Regions from separate parts of the Triticum aestivum genome. Here region 2 is linked to region 1. Evidence: chromatin contacts called from public Hi-C data. All regions are on one chromosome and are shown on one strand. The core of a region is the stretch at or near the end of the contact, and the rest is flanking DNA. Distances in the headings are between cores, read along the strand shown. Region 1 holds the start of LOC123139144 (serine/threonine-protein kinase VPS15). Region 2 holds the start of LOC123139148 (60S ribosomal protein L39).

The links. Hi-C and Micro-C count contacts between places; a contact is called where the count stands out from the background.
Region 2: a Hi-C map of leaf shows a contact between it and region 1, with 5 times the contacts expected there. The contact joins the promoter of LOC123139148 here to the promoter of LOC123139144 in region 1. A contact is called at or near these places in 3 of 5 Hi-C or Micro-C datasets (all in leaf).

What each region holds. Positions count from the first base shown.
Region 1 is chr6B:676,302,221-676,308,028 of IWGSC CS RefSeq v2.1, forward strand. It overlaps LOC123139144 (serine/threonine-protein kinase VPS15), which reads right to left and starts at 2,472. Exons shown (of 12, transcript XM_044558944.1): 1 at 2,049-2,472; 2 at 1,898-1,972; 3 at 1,264-1,386; 4 at 1,005-1,050; 5 at 737-897; 6 at 3-82. The coding sequence starts at 2,249. It overlaps LOC123134814, which reads right to left and starts at 5,230. Exons shown (of 7, transcript XM_044553984.1): 1 at 5,009-5,230; 2 at 4,075-4,377; 3 at 3,935-3,978; 4 at 3,787-3,849; 5 at 3,566-3,698; 6 at 3,426-3,486; 7 at 2,880-3,345. The coding sequence starts at 5,141. The coding sequence ends at 3,434.
Region 2 is chr6B:676,580,934-676,586,662 of IWGSC CS RefSeq v2.1, forward strand. LOC123139148 (60S ribosomal protein L39) reads left to right here and starts at 3,660. Exons shown (of 3, transcript XM_044558948.1): 1 at 3,660-3,905; 2 at 4,006-4,109; 3 at 4,205-4,463. The coding sequence starts at 3,903. The coding sequence ends at 4,253.

The sequences.
Region 1 (5,808 bases), core at 1,222-3,721:
ACCCGAGAGAGAATATGTCCATAGATGGTTTCAGAGGTGCATCTGAGGAAACTTGGGACTCAGCACCATGTTCGTGGAATCTCTGGAGAAAAAATGGAGTTTAGTTTATTTCACAGTACAAATAAAAATGTGCCATCAAAAAGAAGTTATAAGCTAACAAAGATATATAGCATAAAAGTGCATCACATTACAGCTGGACATTGTGAATGGATGTTGTGGTATGCTTCTTTCTTATTCTTGGTGTTCAGCAGAACTTGTAAGTTCATGCCGGGAGCTGCTATTTTGTATGTACTATAGATTTGCTAAACTGTCTGAATTGGCCTGGTATAAATGTTTTTGGATCATTTATATAGTTTGTCAATCAGAAGTGATATCTTATCATGCTTTTGTGAACCCAGTTGCTTCGGGTGGTGCTGTAGAAGTTATACAGGCCTTTCTACTGATATATTCTTGTACTCCGTCTATTTCATATTAGAGGTCCCCATTGTTTTGCTTCAGTTTCTCATTACAAAGCTTGTGCTCTTATCTAAAACATCTATTAATTGCAGGCTTTTCCTATTGTACCCTCGTTTGAATGATGGAGATGCAGTGAGAGCAAGCATTTCAGTGAAGAGCATCTATTAACAAACTACTAGTAGCATGTAACAATTGTTACACCAATGGTAGCAAGCAAACTGAGATAAAGTGGATAAAAGAGCATTGAAGTTTTGAATATAATTTAGGTGAAGGGACTAACTTCAGGTGCAAGATAGCATCTTCGCCTTCCTCCAGTGTCAAAGAAGAACGAAAAATCAGACGGATCATCATCCGGGATGTAAGTTGGTTTAAAAGACGCAAAGTCCGTGAGGTATAGCCAGTTCCATGAGGTCACCAGTACATTCTCACATTTTATGTCACCTAACATAAACAGCAGCGTAAATATATATTTTTAGGAGAACAGCAGTGTAAATACAAATGAAAGAAAAACACTACTGCTCATATAACTTAAGAGAAAACCTTCTCACCATGGCAAACTCCCTTACTATGGCTCTGCTCCACAGCATGGATTAACTGCACAACCAAATTGAGCTAAGTCGACAACCATATCTGGAAAGGAAAGGAATGAAGAACGACTCTTACATGTGCCACTAGTTTAAGGCTACACTTAGCAAAGAGGTTGTACAACTTCCTATAGAAGTCTCCCACATGATCGACTCTTTCACCTTTGTAACAACTACTAATGACCATCCGACAGCATGGACAAAAAAGAAATAAAGGGCGCACCTGAAAAGCAAGCCATTTCTTCTCAATTTGACTGAGGAAAGGGCGTGTACTAAGTCTATCATGCAGATTGCTGTAGGAGTACTGCCTCAGGAGATATGCTGCCTTGTCCGTCTGAAACCAAACCTGAGAAAACATTCAAAGTCCTGTCAGCATGTGAACCAAGGGAGAGAGAAACATGTCTGCGCAACAAAGGCACTCTCTACACATTGAGAGGCAATGCAATATGTCAATGTTCATTCATCCATGTATCATGTTGTGAGGAAACATCCAAGCAAGTGAGCATACTCAGGTAGATTCATAATAATCCAGAAAGAAGAAACCCCTAACAAAATATAGTATAACAAGCAAGCAAATCCTGAAAGCAATTTACTCTAAATCTAGCCTTAAAATGACAGTACACCAAGGAAGCAAAAGACTACAAGCAATTAACTATACACCCAGACCCAACCTTGCTGCCTCCGCTGAATGAAACACACTATAAATTGCAACCAGAAGCAAACAGAGATAATAATACACATGTCATAGAAATTCGCTAAACCACACTAAATGTCACAGAATAACGCACACATAAACAGCGCCGATTAGTAATCGTTGGTAATGTACAGGCGAAACAAACAGAAGAGCGAGGCCTGACCTGGAAGGGCCAGACGTGGGAGCCCTCGAGCCCCTGGAACGCCCTCCGGATCCGCTCCAGCCTCCGCTCATGGTCCTGCGAGGCAACAGGCAGATCTTCTCAGGACCGCCCGGCCGCCCAAACCGAAGGGGGAAGGGGATGCGGCGGTTACCTTGAGGTCGAGGGGCTCCCCGGCGCGCTTGAAGTAGACCTTGACGAGGAGGAGGCCCTCGTCGTGCTTGCAGAGGACGGACTTGAGGAAGCGGCCGCGGCTGACGAGGTCGAGCAGCACGAGGTTGTAGGTGGAGGGCAGGTCGTGCAGGTAGTACTCCGTCGCCGACGCCTGCGTCGTCCGCGCGATCTTGTTCCCCATCCCCGCGGCGGCGCCCCCTCTGCCTCTCCTGTCCCCGCCGCCGCGGCGGAGGGGCTCGGTCGGCTCGGCTCGCCGGGGCGGGAGCCGGGGTGGGGCGCGGTGGGGTTTTGCTTCTGGGCGCGGGTTCCGCGGAGGGGAGGGGAGGTGCGTGGCGTGGGGCGGAGGCGATCGATGATGGGGTCTGATGGGAGGACGCCGGTTGAATTGGGGGAGAAGAGAAGGAGGCTGGACCGCGGCGCGGAGGTGTGTCGTGTTGGGCTCTCCATCGGAAACCAATCCAACCCCCTGCCTACTGGCCTGACTCTGATCCGGTGGGAAAGGAACCCGGTTCGGTTTACAAAACCATTAGCACCGACTTTTTTTTTGAAAAACATTTGTTCCTTTTTTTTCAAAAACAATGTACTATGGTGTAGAAGTATTCAGATTTGTCAGGGAGTAGTGCCTCGAGGCAACACGGCCAAGACCTCGCAGGAGTCGTCCCCGGCGACACGGCCAGGACCTCGCCGGAGACGGGACGACGCGGCGTGGGAGGAGAGGGAGGGGGGTTGGGCGGAGAACCCGACTAGAGGAGAAGACTCGGGTGGAGGAGGAAGATGCAGTGTCAGCCGTCGAATTTCAATCAGAAAAAAATTGACTGAAACATCTTCTTTTTCCAAGCAGTTGTCACAAGGTATTTTGTATTACCTCCTTCCCACATTACTTGTCTAGATACGGATGTATCTAAGACAACTAATTCGGGACGGAGGTAGCACATCATAGGGATACATGCACATGCGTGAAATACTCGAGTTACGATTGGCAAAGCAAATGCTACTAATTCACCATTGTTCTCCATGGTATGATTTGGCAAACAAAAACACGAGTCAGACGCTTGCACTTGCAACACATCAAACATGACAAGATCTTATATCAAACATGATAACCTACACACACACTGCAACTCGTCGGGGACTATTCAGCTGACGCCGGGACTCAACATGCTGCTGCAAGTACACCGAATTGGTGGTTGGAGCTTCGATTGGTGTCCCGGCTTCGGCCTGAAGAGAAGATGCAGCATCAAATTCCTAGCCTTTTATGTCGAGGGCCGGTTAAGCTCCTGCAATGGACATGAAAGATTAGCCGTGAGCTAGTGGATGTGCAAAGGAAAAGAGGGGCTTAAGCATGTGGAATTCTTACTACTACTACTATTGATGGCCGCTGGCATCGTGAAGCGGCTCTTCGCTCCCGTTTCCAGATTCTGCAACATGTTTTCCCGTTAGTCAGAAAGGAAGCAACAGCAGTAAGAGATGGCTGTGGTGTCAGGAGCGAGCAAGTACCGGTAATAGCTGCCAGATTTTCCTCTTTGTACATTCCAAGAGGTGACCCGTGCACGGATAAGAGCATCTCGCCATTCTTGGGTTGTCTTACTGATTTCGGTGCCATGCCAAAAGAGAGTCGACTGCTCGTGGCCTGTTCAGGGTTATGTTACAGCACAATATGTGAGCTCAGAAGGAGATTCAAGATCAAACATTTCGTGTCAAGAGGGTTAAACACAAACCCCGGGTGTCTGTAGAGAATCTGGTGCTCCTATCGTTTGGCTCTCGCGCAGCTCACTCCAGTTCTTCAAAGGATCAGAGAAAAATAAAGAGTTGTCAAGGGTACAGAAAAATCATCCCATACCATCACTGTACAAAAGAAATACTTACAAAGTTGTTAAAATCAAAACTGTTCTCGATGAAGTTCTTCTGCACTGCACGCATCATATAATAAGGTGAGAAGATCAGTCGAGTCAAGCTGCTTTGGTGCCTATAAAAGTACATGAACAACAAGTAGATAGCGTTTGAACCTGAATCTCCTGAGAAATGAAAACCAGCAGCAGTTGCCAATGACGTGATCGAAGCTCGCGAAACCTTGTCATCCCTCTGGTCTCCATTTATGAGATCATCCCAGTCTTTCCATTTCAACTCAAGCTCACCCTGCTCTTCGTTCCGTACAACTGACACGTTGGGCAAGTTCTCCTGAAAAAATTGCAAGGCGGGTGTTTCTAGTTGCTCCTTGGAAATGTAGGATCGCACCAGACGCAGCCGGGAGAGCACGCTCTCAGTCTCTGCTGCTTGAATAGCTCTGATGGCAGCTTTCCGACGTATGACTATTCATTGAGGACAGTAGATTAGCAATTGAATCCTGATAATTACGTTAAGGTAAAGGACAGTGCATCTATGATGAAAGAGAGTTCAGATTTTGACATGGCAGCTGAAAGAGAGTTCCCTTCAAAAGAATCGTAGTGAGAGTTTGATCAGGCATGCTAGAGCCAAGTGCCCAGAGAATAAGATGTCTGTATATTTGCACTAGATTACAACCTTCCTATTGACATTAGATTTCAAAAAAGTTCAACCTAAAAAGTGGACTGTATCCTACATTCCTACTCGACTGCCAGGACAAATTGGGGATGGTGAATCCTTTTTTTTTTTTTGAAACCAAGGTATTCCCAAAAAAACTGGAAAAATACTTTGCATCCAAAGCAGCGTCTTCCAGCGGCGACCAACGTGGAAGGAAATCTCTTAGGGCGGCCACGAGGGCCAAGAAATGCAGTGCGGCGGCGAGATACGACCTACGGCGGCGAGCGGCGGCACGAGTACGACGGCGCTCTTCCTCCTCCCTCTATCTTTTCTTTCCCCCGCGCCTACTGCTTAGTGTTGCTAGCCACAAATCTAACACCTAAAACTGATTTCGGGCGGGGCGGATTGGGGGGAGGGGAGTTAGGGCTCGGAGGCACGTACACTCTTGGTCGGCGGACCACCGCAGCTTCTCCTCCACCGACGCGTCGGGGCCGGGCGGCGACGGCGGGGACGGCGGTGACGGCGGCGGCTGCTTGGCGGCGGGGCGAGCCCCCCGCTTCTTCCTCGGCGGCATCGCCGCGGGCTTGACGGGAAGGGGAAGGGGAAGGGGAGGGGCGGATTTGGGGAATTGGGGGCTCGGGGAGCTTGGTTTGAACGGGAGAGTGTGGGATCTGTGGCTGTGGGGGAAAAATGAGGGATTTACTTGGGTGTTGTATCGCCATGAGGCCCATGGTTCCCTGGGCTCGTAGAGCCCGCGTGAGAGCCCATGTTGCCGCATGGCAACCAATGTTGTATTTTTCTTTCAGAATTGTTTTATTTTTTAAACACGGTACAGGCACAACCCTATCCAAATAAGCACTTCTGAGAGATAGTCAGTAGATCTTCAACTTATGATTTGCGGCCCAACTTTTTGGAGTATCCGTCCAACACCATTACATAGTAGAGCATCTACAACCAGACCCATTAAATATCACCCTCAAACATCCGCGGACGTGGCCGGCATGTCTGCGGACAGCGCCCGATGACCCCTCAAATGTTCGTGCCTACAGCTATGTCCTTCGTACCAAATTTTCAAATCCATACATTCTCGTGCAACAAAAAATAAGCACACTTAGGTCATGTAGATCACACACATAGCATACAAATAGTTCATCATACTCCCTCCGTCCCAAAATTCTTGTCTTAAATTTGTCTAAATACGGATGTATCAAATCACTTTTTAGTATTAGATACATCCTTAT
Region 2 (5,729 bases), core at 2,410-4,909, 280 kb after region 1:
TAAACAAGAGTAACAAAGGAAAAACACATGTGTGACGTTGGCATGATGGACCCACATGGCTACTGGGCTAGCCCACTATCGACTCCTTGTAGGCGAGCCGAGCTAGTGTGTTGCATAAAGCGAGACACAACCGCGCGCCGGTGAATCTGCCTATGTTGTGAAGATTGGGATCACGGTGCTTTAAACGTAAACATAACAAATCCATGATAATTAGGCATATTTTTTTTATGTCTGGAGACTTCTGTCCTCCGATGTAAAGATCATTCTTGAACATTGCCACAGGGAAATTAATGGGGATGGCACACTAGCTATCTATGCATATTTTTACAAAAAATCACATTGATTTGTTTGTGGGACACTATCCCCCCTACCTTTCATTTGCTAATTCTTATAAGTGATGCAATCCAATTAATAAAGCTCTCCAAAAGGCTTTTCTTAGAAAATATTCTTTTGAGATTCTTTGTTACAATAGATATTTCTGAGAGCTTATTTTCAACTTAAACTTAAGGACACATAGCAAAGAGGGGGGCAGCTAATTAACTAGCACTCCTTCGGGAGCCTCGCAACGATCAGCGCCACTTGGCGCGCTCTCAGCCATTCGCCACGTGTCGTTCTCTAGGCGATCCCTTCGGATTTTTATTTTTATTTTTGCACACGCGTTTTCTGCTTTTTAAACGTTTTTCCGGGTTTTTTATGTTTTGGTTTTCTACCGGTCTTCCCTAGCTTTTCGACCAATTTTTTTAAAAAACTATTTTTTTTGCGCAAAAAAACTCATTTTTTTGCGAGAGTCATGGTTTTGTTTTCGCGAGAGGCACAGTTGTGCTTTCGCGAGAGGCACGACCGTGCCTCTTGGAAACGGAAAAAACCTATTTTCTGTTTTTTTCTTTCGCGAGAGGCACGATTTTGCTTCCGCAAGAGGCACGAGCGTGCCTCTTTCGGAAAGGATAAAAACGCGTTTTCTGTTTTTTTTTCTTTCGTGAGAGGCACGGTTTTGCTTCCGCGAGAGGCACAGGTTGTGCTTTCGCGAGAGGCACGGGCGTGCCTCTTTCGAAAAGGAAAAAAACACGTTTTCTGTCTTTTTTTCACGAGAGGCGCGGTTTTGCTTCCGCGAGAGGCACAGTTGTGATCTTGTCAGAGGCACGGGCATACCTCTTTCGGAAAGGGAAAAATACCCGTTTTCTCGGTTCGGTTTTTTCGTCGTTTTTTTCATCCGGTTTTTTGTGGAAAAAAAGTTCGTCAAAACCTATAAAAAATTCGTAGCGACGAGACCTTCAAAACTAGATCCTATGTTGGTATGTTTCGATAACTTTTTTTCGGGTAAAAAGTTACCAGGCATGTACTACATAAGTTATCACGCCTGCGACACATAAGTTACCAAGTTGTTTTCATAGAAAATACCGGGAATGAAAAATGATCTTTAACCTTTCTTCCCACGTGTACAAGTATGCACACACTAGATAACAAAATGCTCGATCGGTGTACATACGCGCGTACATGATGAAGATCTTCATCTTGGAGAGATCCAGCACAGGAGTAGGCAAGCGGCTGATGCGAATACACAACATCTCAAACCGTCGCTCTGATCAAAAAAACTGTTTTCACATAAAAGATTCGTCGAGACAAGATCTACGGAACTAGATCCCATGTTGGTATGTACCGACGACTTTTTTCCAAGTAAAAAGTTACCATGCATGTTCTACGAAAGTTATTTTTGTTGTTTACACACGAATTATCGGGACATAGAAAATGGTTCCTTTGATCTTCTCTCCACATGCATATTCACGCATGCCTTAGAGGACGAAAAATGCTAATGTCAGGGAAGATTCCACTGAAATTCAAAAAAGTTGAAATGTTTTGTAACTCAAACTTTCACTTCGATATAAAAATTATTTTCACATAAAAATTTCGTTGAGACGACACCTTCGGAACTAGATCTCATGTTTGTAGGTTTCGATAGCTTTTTTCGGCCAAAAAGTTGTCAGACATGGGCCAACTAACTTACCAGCCCTGTTGTGTGTGTATTACCAAGCTATTCACACATAGTTACCGAAGGATGTTTTTCAGACAAATCCAACCCACCTTCCTAGTCAAAAATTATCACACCTGGAGCATGTAAGTTATCACTAAGTTGTGCATGTATTACCATGCTATTTACACATGAGTTACCGGGGCAAACTTATCACCGTATTTGTACATAAGCTATCAGGTCTGCGGTGCATAAATTACCATGTAATTTGCACAAAAATTTCCGGGGGTATGTTTCCTCAACTATATTATTGTGCGTCAAAAGTTATCAACGTGTTGCACCCAAGTTATCAGATCTATGGTGCATTAATTACCATGCTATTTATACAGAAGTAATCAAGGGAATATTACAACAACCCGTCCCCACCCCGCCAAAGTTATTACAATTTGTACGCAAGTTATCAGGTGTGTGATTCATAAATTACCATGCTCTTCACACATAAGTTATCAGGGGTATGTTTTCAACAACAACACCCGTCCGAGGGTATGTTTCAACCAATTTTCCCTTGCAGTAAGTTACCACGGTGTTTGTATGTAAGTTATCAGGTTTGTGGTTCATGTAAGTTCAACACTTAGTCCTCCCGCCGCCGTCGTGGGATGCCGACGGTGCTCGGCGAGAAGGAGCGGCTCCTCCAGTGGGTGTACCATCGGTCACTTACGACGGCGGAGAAGGACGTCAGGCGGCTCCGGATGATAAACGCAAGGCACTCCGGCTCCGCATTGAGCAGTCCAAGCGGGAGGCAGCGGAGGCGACGAGGGTGGCGAAAGTCAAGCGTAAGCAGGACCGCGTCGTCAGACGCTTGAAGGGTGACATCGTCATTTCCTCTTCCTCCAATGACGACGGTTCCGACAACGACCCACCTCCTGCCACGGACCCCTATATCAGTGTCGACGACCAAAAGGGCCAAGGATCGGCGAGGAAGTGGTGAAGCTCGATCCTCTATCCGTTTCTATAATCTAGATTGTACTACTAATCTAGTTAGAATTTGTCAGACGGCTGAACTTTTGGTGATGTTTAGATGTGAATTATGCCCGTTTGCTTGCTGTATATGAGATATGCGGCTGTGGACGCAACCATTTGAGGACTACCCGGTCACTATCCACGGACAAGCTTGGGCGCACCTGCGGGCGTATAGAGTGCCGGTTTCGGTAAGTCCTGTTGTAGATGCTCTTAAATGATATTAGTGTGATTTTTTTTCAAGTCAGAGTATAGTTTCAAAAGGCTAAACGATGAATGATTTGAGCATCTGTAATTACCGGCGTTAGAAAAAGCTAGGAAACTCAAAAGGAATTGTACGTGGTTGCTAACCAGTAACAAAGTCAACGCCAAATAGTTTGGCTTTTCCTAGCTAACAGGCAACAATCGAATAGAAAGACAGATGGCTATCAGCGCTGTATGTTTAAGCCAGCGTTGTGGGATCGAATCCCACGTCAGCGACTCTTTTTTCTCGCTCAAAGCCACAGGTCTCAACTAGCCCTGCATGTAACTGCCAGGAGAACCTTCCGCCGCACGATGCGCATCTGACGTCTTTGACCTCGTGCGGATCTGAAGCAAAATTACAGTCGACTAGTGGATAGATTTGTCGTTCTTTAATTAGTGATTTCGAGCAAAGAGAGCCGTCCAATTCATTTGGATATAATGAACATATGGGCCACAGTTGGATTTACTCATGGGCTCCTTTGCTTCTCTAACGTCCAAAGGACTATACCGATCAAAAGACAAGGCCTAGCCCAACGAGCCCATCCTTGGTCGCTACTCGTCCGGACTATATATTCCCCACTGCCCACCACTCCAGCACTTCACGGACCTAGGGTTTTGCTCCCGCCGCCGCCGCCGCCGCCGAAGCCGCTGCCGCGTCTTCGTCTCCGCCGCGACGATGGTACGCTCTCCTCCCCTCTTTCCATGGAGTCCCACCCTCTCCTCTACCGTTCCAACCTCCCGCTGACCCGATTTCCCGTTCGTCTCTCGCCCCCGCGCAGCCGTCCCACAAGACCTTCCGCATCAAGCAGAAGCTGGCCAAGAAGCAGCGCCAGAACCGCCCCATCCCCTACTGGATCCGCATGCGGACCGACAACACCATCAGGTAACGGCCGCCTCCGTCCCTCCTCCTTCCGCCCCTCTTCGATCCAGCCCAGGCGTCCGTGAGCTGACCCACCATTGCTTCTCTGCCGTGCTCAGGTACAACGCGAAGCGCAGGCACTGGCGCCGCACCAAGCTCGGGTTCTAGATCCGTGCCTGCCGACCGCCGCGTGGGGGAGCCATGGTTCCAAGACTTATCTGCATTTTGTTTTATGGACGTTTTAGTGTTTGTTATGCAAGCTAGGAAGTGATTCCAGGATGCTGTCTCTGTTATCAATTTCGTCTATGTCATGAGGATTGCTTGTACTCTGGTGTACTCATGTTACCATGCTGTGCCAAGTAAAGAACCTTTGCTATATGCCACCCTTGTTAAATTTGTCTCCATGGCTTAATTTTGGTTCAAATGGTCTACTGTATTGTGCTGTTGTTTATTTCTGTGCAGGTCTGTTTGTGTTGTGTCATTGTAATGGCCAAAGGGCATGGTAATTGTAGTGAACTGGCTGCTAGTTATGCTATCTAGTTGATGTTTGTGTTAGCTGTGGTTTTTTTTCTGGAGATATGTTGTTGCAGCCCACTTAGTAGAGAAAGAGGGACGTGATTTCACAGATAGTAACCCTTTTTATAAGCAGGGTCATGTTTTGTAACCCTTTTTACATGTAGTATGGCTGTGAGTTCACAGATAGTTTATCCATGCTTCAGACACATGGCACGTAGTATAGTTTTGAGTTCACTTCTGGTTTAACCATGCCTTCACTTGCCAGTTACCAACTCAATCACAGTTTTTAGTACTGTATTATGACTTGTACAAATTGACATACGGATTAGTTATAGTTTTGCTGATTAATTATGTACAGTGATAGGAGTACCTCAGAGCCATGTCTCTGTCTAGTCGGTAAGAACTACATTTCCCCTATAGGAGCTGATGTATTTTCAATTTTAGCTGGAGCTTATGGCTGGTGACCAAAATATGACCGCTAGTAACTTAAATACGGTCTTCCTAGCGTTAGAGGATCGCCAGAGGTTCTGTGAGTTCTGGTTTCTGAGCATACGTTGAGCCAACTGATTTTGTTTAGGTTTTCTGGTTACCTAGTTATTGTGCAATGTTGGAATACCCAGTCGCCTTTGCGCTATGTTGAATCATCACTGATCCATCTGCTTATAGGTATAGTGTTCTTCATGGGTTAAGCATCCCTGATTTGTTTGTGTGTGCATTTGACAGTTCATGATTGTTAATCATATGTACTGTGTTGAATGACGATGACCACTTGAAGTATTTCAATTCATCTGTTCTTCGCTTTGTTTAGTTATGTTTATGGCTGTATGTTGATAATTATGACTGTTAAAGAATACCGCCTTTCACCTTGAGCTCTTCTTTTTTGAATCATCAGTCACCACTATTTCATCTGCCTTCTGGTGTGTGTAGTAGACAAGCCATGGCTTCATTAATGAAAGATTACGCATCGCTGCAGGAGCTCGTGCATGCTTAGCCGAGCTGTGTCCAGCGAATTTGCTTTCTCTGTACCCCTGTTTTGAGTTCCTTTAGATTGCTCTGAGGCTACTGTGTTCAAGCGATGCTAACCTTTCTTGATCCACGGCACTTCTGTTGGGTTGTGTGGGGGTTTCT